Linked DNA regions of Zea mays: region 1 is linked to region 2. A link is a contact called in public Hi-C data. All regions are on one chromosome and are shown on one strand. Each heading gives the region's core, a stretch centred on a gene start, on an enhancer-like site or on the middle of the called end of the contact. The rest is flanking DNA. Distances are from core to core; before and after follow the strand shown. Region 1 has its middle 3.6 kb from the start of LOC109942745. Region 2 holds the start of LOC100277856.

Region 1 (2,700 bases), core at 54-2,553, 280 kb after region 2:
CTTATTTTTCCCACTGGGTTTTTAAGGAGACTCAGCTGATATGTTGATTTCTCAGATTTTCTGGCAAGATTATCTTGGAGAAATATTAGCCTGAGTTATATGTCTCATCATTTATTTTCCCCACTGGGGTTTTTGAGATGATGGCTATAGACATATTATTGTTCTTTGGGCTAGAGGTCCATTGGAGAACAACGTACCATGATTCGATTGAATCACTGACCATTATCCATAAGGATAATTGAGCTTGTGTTGTTCAGATGGAAACAGGAAAATGAAAATATTAACATCTTGCAAACAAAGTCTTGTGATAATCTTGCTGATCTATTCACAAAATCTCTACCATACTCAACGTTTCAGAAATGTGTTGAGGTGATTGGTATGAGAAGACTTAAGTGCTTGCAAGAATCAGGGGGAGTAATTCTCCATGATATTTGACCTGTTTTGATCCATCATATTACACTCTTTTCTTTGTATGAGTTTTGCCTTGTTAAGGTTTTCTCATCCAAAGTTTTTAATGAGGTAATATCAACTAAGCTATATGCTTCATCATTAATTTTCCCCACGGGGGTTTTTAAGAATGATGATTACAGGCATATTTTCTTTTGGAGGTCAGTGTGAGTTCTACTCATAATCCAAAAGACATTGTGTACTCCTTATTTTTTCCCACAGGGTTTTTGAGGAGATAATATATTGGAAGACAACTTACAGATGATCAAATGGATTTGGATTGATCAAGGGGGAGTGTTACAAATTATTGTATTTGTGATCAATCCAAGGGGTGCGACAGATAATTCCCAAGGGACACACCCCTTGTGAACTCACCCCTTCATATGTATATAAACATAACCCCTGCTGCAATAAAGAAAGAACTGTCAATTCCTTTCTACTCTCTGTGTCTCGTTTACACTTATTCCAACAGCATGCATGTCATGTGCAACAAGGCACGGCTTTCCATACCGCCACGCCGCTCTTTTTGTTTTTACATGGGCAAACAAAGGAGACGGTCTCAGGCCAAGCCACGCTCGTTTGTATCCTTTCACTCCATCTGCACTGCCGTGTAGCTACTGCATGCATGTATGTAGCTCAGCAGACCGAAGACAAAAAGAAGACACCGACCGAGTTTATATCTCATCTCTGTAACTGATTACTAGTACGACGAGCGAGCAAGCGACGAAACACAGGGCGACCACTCTACCAGTAGATGAGCTCAATGAGTGCTCCAGCGCGCCCGCGTACCCTCGACACGACAGGAAGCTGTAGCGTCGTGTCCGAAAACGCGCGTATTACTCGGCTCGTCCTCTGGCTGCCCGGTGCGCGCGGCAGCATCCAGTCCAGGGACCCTCTCCTTGTCCGGACCGATCGGCCAGTGTGTGCCGAGGCAAAGCGGAAAAGCGAAGGCGGCAACGGCACCGGCAGCGTCTGCTGGGACGTCACGTTGCTGTGCCTGCCGCGGGAGGCGTTGCCGCAGGCCGAAGGGATAGCTACACCCCACACACGCGCGCACACATATCTCGGCCAGGCCAGCCATCGCGGCAGGCTTTCGCTTTTGGCGCGGTCGGCCAGCGCCGCGGCAGCCGCATCAGAGGCGCAGCTGGAGCCTGTGAGATCTATCGCTGCTCCTGTTGCCCGCCTGCTGCTTGCGTTTGATCGGACGAGGCACACAACGCCCCCATCTGCCTGGCAGCTGATCCGTTGCACGGGTGGCGAATAATCTGTTCTCTTTCGCGCCTGGCCTGTCTTGTGACGCACGCACGCACGCACGCCTTGGCCGCGCGACCGAAAGCGGGTGCGCGTGTGCCGTGCACCGCTGGCCGCGGGGATTAACAACTAGGACTAGTGGTAAAGAGGTTGGAAAGGGGTGGGATTTGGAAGGGTCGCGCGCGGTGGCAGCATGGGGTGTGCAGTGCTAGAGGAAAGATGGCGTGGCCTTGGAGACGTTATTACGGAAGGATGTGTTTGATTCTAGGAATCACTCTATATAACATTAGTTAGTGTATTATGAGTCCATTTCTTAAATTTGTTGGGACGAGCATATTTCTTATGTTAGTATTAACTAACTAATTATGAGAAATAATGTGGTGATGGATTAATTTATTTTAATTCACAAATCAAACAAAAAAGTGAGAAGTTGATGCACTAACTTATTCTTCAAACCATACACCCTCCCTGTCTGCGCCAGATTGATCCCTCCAGGCCAGGCCTCTCTTTGGCGAGCTCTAGGGTGGTCCATGTCCATGGAGGGTGGTTGCCCTCGTTCTGGGTTGCTTCTCTCGTCGACTGCTTGATTGGTTTTTGTTTTCTGCTATGCCTATGATTAGGCTTATTAGGCCAGGTCCGTATAGCAGGGTGGTTGCGGTTACCATGGCTGCTGCTCTCAGTTGGTTAACGTAGCATTATATCGGGGTCATGTCGCCGATCACTGCCCACTCTCTCTCTACTTTTCTCCTACAGCTACAGTACGACTGACGAAGGCGACATGCATGGACCGTTGTTTTCTTGCCGCCGTTACGCGCGTGCGCTTTCAGGAGCCGGCTCATCACTTGTCTCGTCGAAAGAGAACCTGGCCGGTCTGTTTGGACGGGGTTGGCTGGCACTGACATCGAAGACCCAACTCAGCCCCTCCACTCGCATCCCGTGTCCATCGGCCGGAGATCAAACTCCACACGGCGCTCTGCTTCCATTCCATGATCGTCGAACGGA
Region 2 (2,700 bases), core at 199-2,698:
ACCACTGCCAGCCTACCATTGCGTGGGGACCGGGAAACGGTCGCCGTCTGACCAACTGATCTCTTCTGGTGCCAAGCCAACGGCGCTAGCCGCTAGGCACGCTGGACGCACCGCTAAGCGATGGTTACGGAAAGCACTTTAAGAATTATGCTACTGTAGTCATCGTCGGCGAAAGGTCGCCATCACAGCATCACTCGCATTGCTACTATAGAACTGGAGCTGTAATGTAACCAAATCATTCGCTGCCCCCGCCCGCCCCGCGCGTCGTCTTCTTCCTCGACTATGCTTGCTGCCTGTGTTTTCGCGAGGAGCGATCGAGCTTCGCAAGGACGTCGCGTCGCGTCGCGTCGGTCGCTCTGTGCCATTTAATGTAACCAAATCTTTTGCTTTGTCGGTTTGGTGTCATAGAAACCGCACAGAAGAACTTTCAAGCACGGAGGTTGGGTGCCTGGCCCAAACAAACAGAGGGGAACAGGAGTTCCGTTTCCATCCCAACTTGTCGATCGTGACTTGGAGGGAAGCATTGGATCGGAAAGGAAGACGATGAATTTAAACCGCAAATCCTCAACTTAAACTGAAGAATCATTGCCAAGTTACAGACAAGGGAATATTCACAAATCACATGGAAATTCCTAGGGGGAGGGGGAGTCGTCCCTCACATCCCATAACCCCAGGCAAGCAAGCACACTAGATTTACTCAGCATCTCTTGCAAAATCTCCCTTTTTGGACAGATTTATTAACCTTTCCTCACTCTACATGCTACACCCAATCCTCAAAAAAAAAACAGAAAAGAAAGAGAGAGCACAAAAAGGGAGAAACGAAGCAGGAAAGATCTCGAAACTGACCGCCGCTAGTCCTGCTCCTGCATGTAGATTGCTGTGCTGCGCTAGAAACCACTTCCTCGCTAGTAATACAAAAAGGACATAGAAACCAGGGAGAGCACAAGGTCACCGAACGTGCGTGTCCGTGTAGTATACTGTATATACTCCTGTAGGCAGGAGGAACCGGCGCCGGCGATGGGGTGCCGGCCTGCCTAGCGGAGGGCGCGCGCTAGGCCGGCGAGGACGCGGGAGAAGCCGAGGCGGAAGCGGGCGACGGCGCCGTGGGAGTAGGGCCCGCAGTCGCGGCAGACGGCCTCCATGGCCTCCACGAAGAGGCTGAGGCTGCGCACCGGCGGCACGTACAGCGTCAGCGGGGCCGCCGAGAAGGCCAGCGCCATCAGCAGCTGCAGCATCTTGGACGAGAACGCACGCCTCCTGGTTCTTCCTCCCCTTCCCCTTCGCCCCCGCGACGAGAGCCAACCCAATCAGATCCAGGCGGCTCGGTCTTGGCCTCTTGGGCGTATGGCGTGGGATACGGGAGTGTTATGAGGCAGTGAGATGGGATGGGAGGGACAGACACCGTGATGCGGCGAGGGAAAGGCGAGCGTCTGATGGCGGGGCGTGCCGCGAGCGGTTTGGTGCTGATGGGTATTCCCATGTCTTAAATAGGCAGATATAGAGATCTATCTTTAAATACATGCTTATAAAAAACAACTCCAACATTATTACATTTTACATTTTTTGTAAAAAAACATAAGACACACCATGACTAAAATATACACATCAGATTAGTGTTCAATAACATTTTTTATAATAATATAGTTTACTTTCTAAAAAAATACGATTTAAGGCTTAATTGTTGGAGCTCAATTTGGTTCCCCTAAACATATAAAATGATGTAGTATTTTAATTTTTCGAGCGCTGTTTTAAGACACTTTATTAGAGATGCTCTAAGAGCTTGTTTGGATCCATCTGACGAATAATTTGTCGGCTCGTTTTCCCATATTAGGTTTTAAATAGACTGGCTAATAAATTGGCTAATTGTGTCGGCAAATTATTTGTTCATTGGCAATTTGATATTGCTAATAGGTGCTAATATAGGTGTATATTTGGGCCGGGTCTGATGGGCTGGCCCGAAGTACGAAAAAAAAGCACGGCCCAGCCACGGCACGATCCGAAATATTTTAGTGTCGGGCCGGCACGACCCGATATATCGGGCCGGATTTGGGCCGAGGACGCGGCCCATAGGCGGGCACGAGCACGACCCGTTTAAGGCAGACACGAAATGACCCATATAGAGGCACAAAAGGCCCATATATTTATTAAAATCACACTTCATTCCACATTTTCATGTACTTGATAAAGAACATCAAACTAGAGATAATGTTAGTTAGATGTTTTTTGTAGCTTTGAATTAGAGTATGTGATGTAATTTTATTTTTGTTATGAACATTATATAATGAACTGAACTTATGAACTTTATATAGAGCTGATTATACTCTATTTCTTTCTAACAAAATGATTTGTAAACGAGGTAGTCATTGCGTAGCTCCGGTAACTTAATACAAATATTAAATTTGCTTTTGGTCAAATTTATTTGTCTTATCTTTTATTTGTTTTATTAACTCTGATGTGAATTTCGGGCTCTGATGTAAATTTCGGGCACTGATGCGAATTTCGGGCCAAAAATTGAATTTCGGACCCTAATGTGAATTTCGAGCTTTTATAATTTTGGGCCGCCCGAAATGAGCCCGGCACGTTTAAGCAATTACGAGCCGGGCCGTGGGCCGGTCCGGCACGGCCTGAAATTCAAACGGACCGGGTCGGCCCGAAATTCAAACAATACGGGTCTTTTTGGGCTTGGACCAGGCCGGACCG

The links. A called contact is a pair of places that touch in the nucleus more often than the background predicts.
Region 1: a Hi-C map of leaf shows a contact between it and region 2, with 2.1 times the contacts expected there. The contact joins the enhancer-like site here to the promoter of LOC100277856 in region 2. A contact is called at or near these places in 2 of 25 Hi-C or Micro-C datasets (both in leaf).

What each region holds. Positions count from the first base shown.
Region 1 is chr1:16,189,913-16,192,612 of Zm-B73-REFERENCE-NAM-5.0, forward strand. No RefSeq gene overlaps it. Among protein-coding and RNA genes, the nearest start is that of LOC109942745, 3.6 kb to the right of the region's middle. Within about 2 kb of position 1,304, at least 19 of the 20 cell types and tissues checked have an H3K27ac peak or open chromatin away from gene starts, as enhancers often do. A contact at or near this core is called in leaf, where this site is marked.
Region 2 is chr1:15,912,802-15,915,501 of Zm-B73-REFERENCE-NAM-5.0, forward strand. It overlaps LOC100277856, which reads right to left and starts at 1,449. Exons shown (of 1, transcript NM_001364263.1): 1 at 570-1,449. The coding sequence starts at 1,235. The coding sequence ends at 1,035.